3 separate regions of the Gossypium hirsutum genome follow, and all the other regions are linked to region 3. The links are chromatin contacts, called in public Hi-C maps. All regions are on one chromosome and are shown on one strand. The core of a region is the stretch at or near the end of the contact, and the rest is flanking DNA. Distances in the headings are between cores, read along the strand shown. Region 1 holds the start of LOC107903978 (putative potassium transporter 12). Region 2 has its middle 25 kb from the start of LOC107902297. Region 3 holds the start of LOC107939214.

Region 1 (4,596 bases), core at 592-3,091, 180 kb before region 3:
CATTTTCAAATATTTAATCAATTTCATATACATGGAAATTATTAAATTCACATATATAACATTTAATTCAAACATATAAATGTACACAATTTAGTTACATGAACTTACCTCGTCACTTGCTCGTATATGAAAATCTACTAATCTGATACTTTTTCTTTTCATTGATCTAACTCTTTATTTGATCTTTCTGGATCTATATAAATGAATTTAACAACAATTTAACACATTTCATATTCAATTCAATCCAATTCACATCCTAAGCAAAATTACCATTTTGCCTCTATACTTTTAATAAATGACGATTTCATCACTAGGATCAGAAAATGAAATTCATGCAATTTAATCCTTATTCCAAGACTAACTGAATTTTTCATATAACAATAACAGTCCATGTATTTCACAAAATTCAGAATTTTTCCATGAATTTTACATCTTTTTAATTAAATCCCTAAATCACAATTTCATGAAAATTTCATTTACAAAAGTTGTTTATCTATCAACAACCTTTCATTTTTTACCATAAATTTCAAAATTTTAGCATACTTATCCATGGAAAAATTTTAATACTTTGATAACTTTGCAAATTGATCCCCAAAATAGATAGATTAAGTTATTATGATCTAGGAAATGTAAAAATTTCTAAAAAGGTGACATGATTACTTACGCAATTAAGCTTGCTTGAAGTTCTCTCTTAATTAGGGTTTCCATAGAAAATTTTGGGGAAGATGATGATATAAAATGATACTTTTATCTTTTAATTAACTATCATCTTTTATTTTTCCCACTTTCCAATTTAGTCCTTTTCTTTTCTTAAATTTCCATGGATGAATCATCATAAATATCTACTAACTTCTCTTAATGGTCTATTTTCCTTACAAGGACCTCAAATTTTGAATTCTATAGCTATTTAATCCCTCTAGCTAATAGAATTCAACTTTTGCACTTTATACAATTTAGTCCTTACTGACAATTAAACATGAAATCAGTAAAATTTTCTTATCAAAATTTTCATACGTCTTTCCTATCATAATGCAGACCATGCATTAATATTAAAATAAAATTTCTTCCTGACTCAGATTTGTGATCCCGAAACCACTGTTTCGATTTCACTGAAAAACGTACTGTTATAGAGAACAAGTGAATAAATCGTTTAATTCAGATTTAGAATAGTATGTGAAGTCTAGGTGGATTCTTTCCTGAGTATTGTCTTTCTTAGTTAAATTAGATTAGTAAATTTAGATTAAAAACAATCACCCCAATTTGTCGGCTAAATAATAGAAAAACGGTAATTACTAGTACTTTTAGTCCTCGTGGATACAATATTCCCTACTCACCATAACTATACTATTGTTCGATAGATGCGCTTGCCTTAGTCGTATTTATAGTTAGTTTAGTGACCATCAAATACTCTTTTGAAAACTTTCAAGTTGATCAAACAAATTTTCAATTTTAGACAAAGGATAATTTATTATTTATATTAATACATATTTTCATTTAATATCCTTATTATTTTTATTCTCACCTCATCATAACAATTGTAATTAATTAATTTTAATTTTATTATTATAATATCTAATTTCATCTTTAAAGTAATTAATTTTACTGCAGTCACTATTTTAATATTATCGAAATGTATCCCACCCTCGTTCAAATGAACCATTAGGTTTAAGATGTAGCATGTGGAGTAAGGAAGGAAACATAAATTTGTCTTTGTCCCACCATTGCTGCAATTATCCGCCAATAGCATTCCTTTTATAGGTTATACTGGAAGGTCGTTTCTTTGTGTTTATCATCAAAACACTGCGATTAAATTAAAATTGAAATAAATCGAATTTTGAACATGACCTTTTTTTTAGCACAAAACCCAGAATATAAAACAAATAACTCAATGAGTCGTTGATTGCCTTAATCCTTTCATCGTCACCAAAAGCCAGCCAAGACAGCAACGCTTAACATTACTTGTAATAATCATCCTACTCAACAGTTACATTCTTCCTTTTTTTTTTGTCTGAAATTCTTGGCATCCCTTAATTACATTGTGTCAGACTCCCACGAAAAAGTAATCCCCCGGCAAAAAAAAAAAAAAACATTGAACTTAGCCGTGTATATCCTTTTATTCTTAAAAATTATATTTAGTAGCCTTTGCTGTCCTATCCTAACTAATAATTGCTCTGGTCTCTGCAATAAGTTCAGAAGGGGACCCACTGAAGGAGTTAAGAACAACACCCCCATATCAAGTTATTGACCTTAGGAGAAAACAGGAGACTGAATCCTGAGACTGAAGAAGAAGCACTAGACATACGAAGGGTAGTATTTTCTTTTTTCTTCACAAAGATTTGATTGGCTGAGGCTTTTCTTATCTTATCCTCCAGAAAAAAAGGAAGTCTTTTTACAGACAAGGAGGCCCTTTTTGAAGTGGGTATTCGAGGGGATATGGAAGAAGAAGATCGGATTGAAGAGAGTAGCCGCGTGAGACTGAGGGGTAGAACTTTCAGTGGTGGAGGGGTGAACGAGTCAAGGTGGGTGGATGGTAGTGAGGTGGACTCAGAGTCACCTCCTTTGTCATTGTTTGATGATAACGAAGCCAAAGAAGGGTATGGATCTTTGAGGAGGAGACTGGTTAAGAAGCCCAAAAGAGTTGATTCATTTGATGTTGAAGCCATGGAGATTGCTGGTACTCATGGTCACCACCCTAAGGTATTGAATTTGTTTTATCTCCATTTCGTGAAGATTCTGCACTTCGAAGATATTTGCATATGATAATGCTTTTTGTTTCTTTTACTCTTCAATGTTAATTCTTGGAACAGCTCTATTTTTCAACTTCTGATATATACTCTTCTGATATATAAATGAGTTCAGCAGTGGGAAGAGATTCATTAGACTCATTGCTCTAGCAAGTGCTGTGATTGAAGGGTCCTCAAGTTTCTGTTATATTCATTTGGCTCAACTTGGCTCATTTATGACTTTTATATGGACTACAAATTTGGGCAAGTTTTTTCTTGTTGGTATATAGAGAAAATAGTGTCTTTCGATCAACGGTTGAGAGGAATTAGTACCTAAACCTTTACTTTCTAGAGGAGAAAATGATTAGGGTCCAACAGACTATAGCTAGGGAATTATACAAGTTGTTTTTCTTTCGTTAGTGATTAGCTTTTTATACTGAGAATGCATGTATTTCTGTCATTGAAAGTCAACTACGGACCTTATAGTGTCTTCAATAACTTAAAAGAATTGTTTTGTCATTTTTGCGAATGAACTTATTTCCATTAAGCTCAACTATATTCTCTTACTAAAATGTAGTACTTTAATCAATCAGGACATATCCACTTGGCGCACTCTTGCATTGGCCTTTCAAACACTCGGGGTTGTGTATGGTGACATGGGCACAAGCCCTTTGTATGTTTTCAGTGATGTCTTCAGCAAAGTCAAAATAGAATCAGAAGTGGATATCTTGGGTGCTTTATCACTGGTGATGTATACAATAGCTCTACTCCCCTTGGTAAAATACGTGTTTGTAGTGCTTAAAGCCAATGATAATGGGGAGGGTAAGGGCTTTTCATAGTAATCCTCTTATTCTCCATACTTTTTACTGGATATTTTGAAGATCATATACATGTTAACATATAAATTGATGCAATTGTAGGGGGAACCTTTGCTTTGTACTCACTGATTTGCAGGTATGCGAAGGTCAACATGCTGCCAAATCGTCAACCGGCAGATGAACAGATATCAAGTTTTAGGCTCAAACTGCCTACTCCAGAGTTAGAAAGGGCTTTAAGCATAAAAGAGACTTTGGAAAGGAGATCATCCTTGAAGACCCTCCTGTTGCTATTGGTCTTGATGGGAACTTCCATGGTCATAGGGGATGGTATTCTGACCCCCGCAATATCAGGTAGATAGATGTGTACCAATCTTCCATTTAAGTTAACAAAATCAAATTTTAAACAAGTATTGCAATTTCTGTCTTTGCTTTTTCTGTGACTGGTATTTGATGCTTTGAACCTGAATGTTGTCTTTGTTAGTTGCATTAAAATTTGTCTCACAACTATTTAGATTTCATGATGTCTTAAGTATGGCAGCTTCTTCTAATTCATGTGATTCAAGAAAATGCTTTGTAACTCATGGTTGAATAACTTAATAGATTCTACCTTAGAAAATGAAAAAGATTTGATACAGTCCATTAGTTCCATGTGACAGTTGTTGGGGCAGACCTCAAAATTTTAATATGCTATGAAGAGAGCAAGCTTCTATTATCTTTAGTAGACATCATTTGGAGGGTCATCCATGTAATGTGAGTATTGGAGCATAATGGATTCCTTACGGAGAATCGGTTTGCAAATTCTGCAATTATATAGACAAGATAATTTCTTGCAAGTTTTATTGGAGGATATTCAAACCTTGAAATGTGTTGAATCTGAAGCTTAAGTTGAATTTTAAGATAAAGACTTTACAACCTTTTCTGTGAACAAGGTTCCCTGGCCTGGGTTTACATGTAGTTAAGTTCTACTCTGCTTATGCATCTTTGTTGAAACGAATTGTAAAGTTCCCTAGGACATTTCATTGATATCCAATAGTTAAATAAGTTTGGTGTTTACT
Region 2 (4,326 bases), core at 487-2,986, 220 kb after region 3:
GCCGATGACGAATATGAATATGGCCATCATATCTCCTCACCTCACAACAATCCAATTATTTTCCCAGTCGAACCATTGACCAAACCATCATTAGAAATACCCAAAAACCCAAGATTTAGGGAAGAAGATATCAGTTGCTTAGAATGGTTGGACCACCTAAAGCCTAACTCAGTCATCTACATTTCGTTCGGGAGTTGGGTTAGCCCCATCGGGGATGCCAAAATCAAAACCCTCGCTTTAACACTCCAATCAATGAACCAACCATTTATTTAGGTCTTGTCCTAATCATGGCATCATAGTTTGCCAATCTGGTTTCATAGGCGCCACAATTGCAAGTTCTGCAACATAAACTTATGGGTTTATAGGTCACTCATTGTGAGTGGAATTTGACCATGGAAGCCATTCAATGCCAGAAACGATTGATGTGCTATCTGTTGGTTGGTGGTCAATTTTTGAGGTAAAGAGAGAAGAGACAAAATTATATTTTGGAATAATTAAAGAGAGGTCCCTATGCTTTAGTTAAATATAAAAAAAGTGTCATGTATCATCATTTCAATTGGTTAATGTGTCACCTTAGTAATTCATTAATGGATTAACTATTTTTTTATGGCTGTGACTAGTTCGAACAATTGTATTAATTAAAATGACTAAATTGAAAAAATAATTAGAGTAACCAAAATAAGAGAAACTCTATTTTAAAGTAATCTTGTAATCTTAAATGTAATTTATCTCATTTTAAATGAGTCTAATTTATTTGTCTAAACCTACCTTTTGAACTTCTTACTTTTATTCAAACTTTCTCAACTTTCAAATAAATCTTTAAATTTAGAAAAATAAATTTATCATTAAACATGTTTACTTGAAAGCTAACTATGCAATTTGGACTAAATAATTAATGAAACCTTTCGAGATATGACCTGATGTTAGTGCAACTCAAGTGAATTTTAGGTGCGAACAACAAAAAAGCCTCACAGCTCCCTTCAAGCTGGCATTTGGACTTTGGAGGATCAGAAGAGTGCCAAGAGAATAGGAACCCACTGGTTACAGCATATGCACTTGGCAGATACAGCCTCGACAATACGGTGTGCGAGGCGGAGGATAGGACAAAATAAAAAATTTTATATAAAAAAGTTATAAAATATCTTAAATTAAAATAAAATTTTATAATTTTTTAGAGTAATATATACTAAATGATCTAGTGTATTTTAACAAGCCAATAGAGGCTAAGGCTATTGTTTGCTCTCTTTGACTTCATCTTTGGAAGTGATGTTTTTGCACATACCGGCTTACGAAAGGTTATAATGGTTTAATTTGGATTTTTTAGGGGAAAAAGAAAAAAGAATATGCCATTAATACGCAGTATTTTGGGTTTTTACAAAAATGAAATCAAATATTAAAAATAATGGAACTGACATGAACCGAATTTCACGGTTGGATTGGTTTTATATTATAAAAAAATTAAAAATAACAATTATAAATTAACTAAAATATAAAATTCAGCTCAATTCCAATAATTATATTTATTTTATTTATAAAGAAAAATAAATTTTACCAAATCAAATAAATTTTAATAATATTTAACCGAAAGTGATTCAATTTAAACAAAAATTGAAATTCTAGAATTCAAATTGGGCTTCGATGTTTTGTGTTTTTGATTCATTGGTATGCCCTACGGCCTAACTAGGTAGGTAGTGTGAATGGACTTGCGATAGTGGGTCAGTTCCAAGGGAAGGAAAAGTATGAATGGACGGCTACTGTGGCCCGTATTGCATCCCATGAAAACTCCCGGAGCAGGGGATTGCATTGCATGATTGATACGATGGAGGGGCCGGTGTGCTTTCCATCATCCCACGAAAGGAATCGTTGCATCCTCCTTCCACCCCATGTGGATTGTCAACTTATTGATCTTGACCCTTTATACTCTTTCCATTTATTCATTCTTCTTTATTTAGGGTTTTCTTTTTCCAAATTTGGAGGGAATAAGTTGCACAAGGTTTAAACACTACGTTATGATGTCAATGTACAATAATTTCGACACTTCAACTACTACTACACCAGCATTTAGGTTTCCTTTAATTGTTGATTTTTTACAAAAATATACTTTTTAAAATTTCATATATGTTTACATTAAAATTTCTAATTTTGTAAATAAAATTCTATAACAAATATACCTCAATTATATTTTGTATACAAATGTAAATTTTAAAATTACTAATTTGGTTAAATAGCTTAATTTAATAAATATATTTTATTTTTTAATGTAATTATAAAAAATTAAAATTAATTAAAATAAAAATATTAAAATTAGTTTGAAATATCAAAATTTTGTAACAATTAATACAAACCAATACACTAGTAAAGATTGGTGCTGGGCAAAATAGATCGCAACACACCAAAATGGACCAAAATTTTCACAAGAATGAAACATAAAGGAGGCTTCATAGTGGAATGACCTCCCAAAATGGTGAAATTTTGAACAAATGCCATGAGACAATTTTTTTTTTACTTCTTGTTTCCATCTTTAGCTTCTTGTGGATATTTTCTCTTGGTAGTAACATTGTCTTTAGATATCTAGTTTTAATACCAATTATTAGGATTAATAAGCACCAAGAGGGGGTGAATTAGTGATTTAAAATTTAAGCAAAGGTGGAAAGAAATAGAGACTCAAGACTTTATAATGGTTCAACCCCAGTTGTCTTTCTCCACTACCTTAACTTATAACAACTAAGAACTTCTCAAATTCACTACATTTGAACCTTTGAAGGACAAAGTTTAATCTTTACGATCTCTATCTTTTCACAAGGAAAGAATTGGATTAATTATGAAAGGATTATCACCTCTGGAAGGTTGATATGTAACAATTAAGCATTCTCACACAACAATACAACACTTGAAAGAACGAATCAAAATTAACCCCACAAGTGTGTACAAGAGAAAATGAGATAATAGTGAAAAGAATTGGACTTTTACAGTTAATCTTTGTAACCTTGTTTCTTAGCTTCTTCTGAGTGTTCTTATGCTTCATTTATACTCTCTCGTGGATTAAAAGTCATTTGAGGGTGTTAGAAACAATTAGAATCACTGGATTCTTTAATTGAAACATTAATTGCTTCTATAGGCCTTTAAGTATTGGTACCCAAGCAACAAGGGTCTGTTTCTTGTGGTCAAAAAGTGACCATTGGAGCCACGAGTACCGCACCTCAGTTAGGAGGGGTGTTGTACCTCTTCATTAAGGGTGTTCTAGGTTTTGATTTTTATTAAATTTAATCATATTATCCAGTTTAAAAACTAACCTTGATTAATTGCTTCCAGTCAATTAACTAACTTCCCAAAGAATTTAGTTACAACCCATCACAATTCTACAATACCCACTCAATTCACAAGCCATTTGAAGAATTTAACAACTAAAAATTGGAGGTTTAGAGATGCTCAATAATATATCAATGAAATTCTAATTGTGTGGATTGTGTTGGAGAAAAAGCTTAAATTCCTTTAGATAAATTCGATTAATCACTCTTGATGATGAACGAACGACGAACGAAACTAATAAAAAAACTATCTAAAATAACAAAGAAAATTGCAAGTGCAGAAATCTCTTTAAAAACTAAAACAAAAGTCACAATTTTTGTAAGGAATCCTTAAACTAAACTACTTAGTAACCTAATCATTATCAAAAGTTCTCTCTAAACATGTTTATAAAGATGTATTTATACTAATATTAAGTTTTGACCAAATTTAGACAACTCTGCCCTAAGTTACACAAAAATTTGGGTTGTGTTGAAATAAATGCCCCTTCAGATTTTAAGTCCGTCGAGCTTTAATGTCGTGACACCATTGGTCCGATATTGTGACTTTCCTGACAGCCTACTCGAGTATCTATACGGTGACTTGGGTGTCATGAATTTTCCATCAATGTCGTGACTTCGCTGCAATGTTATGATTGACTTTCTGTAATAGCCCAATTTTCAGTGGTGCTGGAAAAGGCGATTTTGAAACCCTATTTTTGTAAAATGAGTCCATAAATATTAAATAAAAATATTTACGAAGTTGTTATAATATTATATTAAAGTTTGGTCTAGTAATTGTTTTGCATTAATAGTTAATTTAGGTACAGGGACTAAATTGTAAAAGTCTTCTTACTATATAGGTTTTTAAATGGCCAAAGACTTAGGACTTAAATTGCGATTAGACAAAGGTCCAAAAGGGAAATTAAACCATTTTATAATATGTAATAGTGGATAGTGATGGATTATGTGTTAAATTGATAGATTTTAAGCTTAAATTACAAAAAAGGACTAGATTGTAAAGGTTAATTGTTAGTTTTGC
Region 3 (4,237 bases), core at 601-3,100:
CCCCTAATAAGCTAGGTTAAGCTACAACGATCCCAAAAACCTAAAAATCAACAAAAACGGGACAAGATAACACTTACATGCAAAGGAAAAGCTTAAAAAAATTTATTCTCTTCTCCTATGGTGAATTTCGGCTATGGTAAGAAAAATGGGAGAAGATGATAACTTTTTCTTTTATTAATTTAACCTTTATTTACCTAATTACCAAATTACCCTTACCTAACTTTAAAATTTTCATAATTGCCAAGCCACACACATCCACTAACTCAATTAATGGTCTAATTACCACATAAGGACCTCCACTTTAAATTTCTATAGCTGTTTAACAACACTTTTAGCTAATAGAAGACAACTTTTACACTTTACGCGATTTAGTCCTTTTCATCAAATTGAGCATACAAACGGTAAAATTTCTTAACGAAATTTTTATAAAATAATAATGTCATGCTGTAGATCACAAAATAATACTAAAATAAATTTTTTGACCTCAGATTTATGGTCCTGAAACCACTATTCTAATTTCACTAAAAACGGGCTATTACAAAAGTTGACACAAAATTGCATTTGATCAAGATCTAAATAGAGATCAAATCTTTCACGTGCTTAAAATATAAAAATTAAAAAAATTAAACAAAATTATCATAATTAATTAAGAATTAAAATAATAATAATCTAAATATGAAACATAAAATAAAAACTCCATTCAAAATTTTGCATCTTGCGTCTAAAGCTTCAAATGAAAAATCATGGAGGATAAGTGTAATCTTCAACACATAAGAATTTTTATTTCTGAGTAAGATCATGCTGACAACGTATTATAAAACTAAAAGAAGAATATAAAGATTAAGAGAGAAAGAAAGATTTTCTTTTCTTTGTATTTTTTTTTATTATATCTATTCTATTGATTGAATAAGTGATGATCCAATGGTTCTTACTCAAAGAATCTTTGGACTTAGTTTGAAGGTTTTATTGAATCATCGTGGTTCTGGTATGAATCTGAAGTTTTAATTGATTCATAGGGTCTTAACAAGAGAATTCCTATCAAAAAGAAAGAAAACAAGAATAAAGCCACATTTCATACAAAGAACAAATCAAAGTAAAGAAAAATAAATAAGTAGGTAAATAGAAGATTCAAGAGGCCCGTAACGCTCAAGATACAATAAGCTTGTACATACCCTCTATTTATAGGGCTTCAAGTACCATAAGTTAAAAAATAATAAGGACCAACATTAAGAACTGACATTAAGATACTCTATAAATTATTTAGGGGTTATAAAATAATTAATTTAAGGGTCATAGACAATTATTGTTTGAGGGTTACAATAAGATATATTTAAGGGAATTATGGATATCCACTTATCAATATATTTACAACAAAAGCATATTTTTATAAAAAAAGTAAAAATATTTCTTAAAAAAGAGTAAAAACATATAATATATTAAAAATTAATTTTTGATATAATAAAAGTATATACTTTATGTATTAAATCTTCTTTATTTTTTTGAATTAATGTATTTTTTATTTTCATATTACCATTTACAATGATTAATCCTTTTGAGATTAATATCCTTTTTAAAAGTTAAAGTTTTCTGATCAGGATAAAGTAAAGTAAACTATACATTATTAATAAATTTATTTCCTTTAAATGATAAATCATGATATAATATAAAATTATATACTATCAAATATATTTTTAAAAGGATATACTATCAAATTTTAACATATATTAAATATAATTATAAATCATGAAAATACATTAATCCCGTAGTAATACACGAAGATCCAGGTATAACCACATCATGTTGATTTTCTCTCTCTTTCACTGTCACAGCGAGTGCCCTTTACCTCTTTTGCTTTATTATTATTAATTTTTCTTATTGCTTTTCCTCCCTTTTTCTTGTCTCTTTCCCTTTCCTCTTCTTCTACTCACCACTCTACTCTTCACGGTGTCTCAAAAGAAACCAAGAAAAAGAACCATCTTTTCCTATTGTTATTAAAAAAACTAGGAAAAAAAATTGAAAAGCACACTGTTTTACTCTAGCTCAAAGTGTTCATTCACTTTCCTGCAAAAGTCCCAGATTCTGAATAGGGTTTTGCATTTCTTCTCAATGTGTAAAGCTTGAATATCCTTTCATATCTAAGAGCTCTTTGTTGGGTTTTCTTTTTCTTTTTCTTGCTTTAGTGGAAGTGGCAATGGGTAAAAATGTGTTGGTCTTGGGTATTGCTCTTTTGCTTCTTCTTGGAGGTGTCACTTCAGCTCCTACTACTTCTTCACCTGCAAGTAAGTTTCCAAACAAATGAAAAAGCTCGCATTGATTTTGATCTGCTTCTAGATTTAAGCTAAATCCTTGCTTTAATGGAAAATGAATTTGATTCTTTGTTCCTGCAGAGATCGTAAGTGGGGTTTTCTCTAATGCCGTGTCTGCCTCTATGAAATGGTTATGGTCACTCAAATCTACCACTAAAACAGGTTAAGATCTCCGACTATTAGAATTTAGAATTAAAACCCACATTTCCTCTTTTTTTTTGGCTTTGAGGTTAGCATCTGATGTGGTGGTCTCCATGGTATTTTATGTATGTATAGCAATTACTGGCCGTCCAATGATGAAGTTTGAGGGTGGATACACTGTGGAGACTGTGTTTGATGGAAGTAAGCTTGGGGTTGAACCTCACACTATTGAGATTTTGCCCAGTGGAGAGCTGCTAATTTTGGACTCTGCTAATAGCAACCTTTATCGGATGTCTAGTTCTTTATCTCTGTGTAAGTGGGTTTCTTCTTTCTCGTAGTATTATTCAAATGGTTGGCTTTGTTAATTTTTGTTGCATTTGCATTAGTAATTCAAATTGTTTGCCTTGTTTGGGTAATGCTTTGTTTTTTTAGTGTGATCTTTTCTTACTGAATGTTTCAAGGCTTGTTATTAATGGAAAAAGTTGAGGTATTTGCATCTGTTGGCAGTGAGTCCTGTTGCTGAACCTGCCTCATAAAGGACAGTGCACGTTTAGCTGAGTTGGCATACATTCTCCATTGTCCAAGTGCTGAGTGCAATTTTTTATTTTGATGGTCTTGTTAGAGTTAGAGCAAGTTGTTTCATCTGTCAAGCATTTTAATGTACTTCAAATGCATTTCCATTTCATATATTTGAAAGATGCCGGTTATAGAAATATTTGTAAGTTAGAACTTAGATGAATGGTGCAGATGTTCTACCAATATTTTATAAAATATTGTTATGTTTTTCTTCAAATAAATTGGAAACAAATAGATCTTTCACTAAGAGCATTTAAATAATTTTGAGGATTATAACATTTTCAACTTGGTAACTTGGGAATGCTGTAAACTGTAAATGTATATATCATAGACGTTTGGCAAGTTCAATGGAATGTAAACTTATCGTGCTTCTACTCAGTTTTATTCTTCTTAGGTTATTTTGATGTCTTAACCAGTCATTGCAAAATTTTTAAGATAAAGATTCCGTCCATTGTGTGATGTCTCAACCGTGTTACTCTTTTCTCTCTGCACTGCATGCGTATTACCCTATTACGATGTTACCTGGGATGCAGATCAGTCTGTACAAGGAACGATAATTAGAACTTAAATCGCTACTAATATGAAACCTAATTTAGGGGTAATAGGAATAAAATACAATTTATTAGAACATTGAACGTATTTCTGGAACTTAGATATATAGTTTTTGTGTTTGTATAATTAAATAAGTCTAAATTGATGAATAAATTCTGAAGTTTGTGAATTGTTTGTATTACTCAAATTTATGATGAACTATATGCTGTGGGATCATTATTCTTACTGAATTGGATCCCTAGTGTGTTCCTTTATTGGGATCATGCATACCAATACAAAAATGGCTAGGGAGATGGCAGTTTCTGGTAAGAGAGCCCTATTAAGATTGATTACATGTAAGGTTCTGGTATTCACTCAATCAATTCCCCAGTCATGCTTGTCTTGCGTTGTCCATAGAAAAGTCTTTTCTTGTAAACATTTCATTTAAATTATGGGAGAAATGCAGATAGTAGACCAAGGCTGGTTGCTGGATCCCCGGAAGGATACCCTGGACATGTAGATGGGAAGCTGAGAGAGGCAAGGATGAACCATCCGAAAGGGCTAGCAGTAGATGATAGAGGGAATATTTATATTGCAGACACTATGAACATGGCAATCAGGAAGATAAGTGATGCAGGTAAGCAATGTAAAATACTGAGTTTCCTGAAAGAGGAATTGCTAAT

Evidence for each region. A called contact is a pair of places that touch in the nucleus more often than the background predicts.
Region 1: a contact with region 3 is called in a Hi-C map of leaf, with 1.8 times the contacts expected there. The contact joins the promoter of LOC107903978 here to the promoter of LOC107939214 in region 3. A contact is called at or near these places in 13 of 34 Hi-C or Micro-C datasets (callus, hypocotyl, leaf and 1 more).
Region 2: a contact with region 3 is called in a Hi-C map of leaf, with 2.6 times the contacts expected there. The contact joins the enhancer-like site here to the promoter of LOC107939214 in region 3. A contact is called at or near these places in 4 of 34 Hi-C or Micro-C datasets (leaf and seedling).

What each region holds. Positions count from the first base shown.
Region 1 is chrD05:46,862,118-46,866,713 of Gossypium_hirsutum_v2.1, forward strand. It overlaps LOC107903978 (putative potassium transporter 12), which reads left to right and starts at 1,842. Exons shown (of 9, transcript XM_016830215.2): 1 at 1,842-2,697; 2 at 3,317-3,545; 3 at 3,644-3,892. The coding sequence starts at 2,434.
Region 2 is chrD05:47,265,860-47,270,185 of Gossypium_hirsutum_v2.1, forward strand. No RefSeq gene overlaps it. Among protein-coding and RNA genes, the nearest start is that of LOC107902297, 25 kb to the right of the region's middle. Within about 2 kb of position 1,737, at least 4 of the 9 cell types and tissues checked have an H3K27ac peak or open chromatin away from gene starts, as enhancers often do. A contact at or near this core is called in leaf, where this site is marked.
Region 3 is chrD05:47,046,857-47,051,093 of Gossypium_hirsutum_v2.1, forward strand. It overlaps LOC107939214, which reads left to right and starts at 1,851. Exons shown (of 7, transcript XM_016872507.2): 1 at 1,851-2,279; 2 at 2,388-2,468; 3 at 2,583-2,759; 4 at 4,021-4,191. The coding sequence starts at 2,192.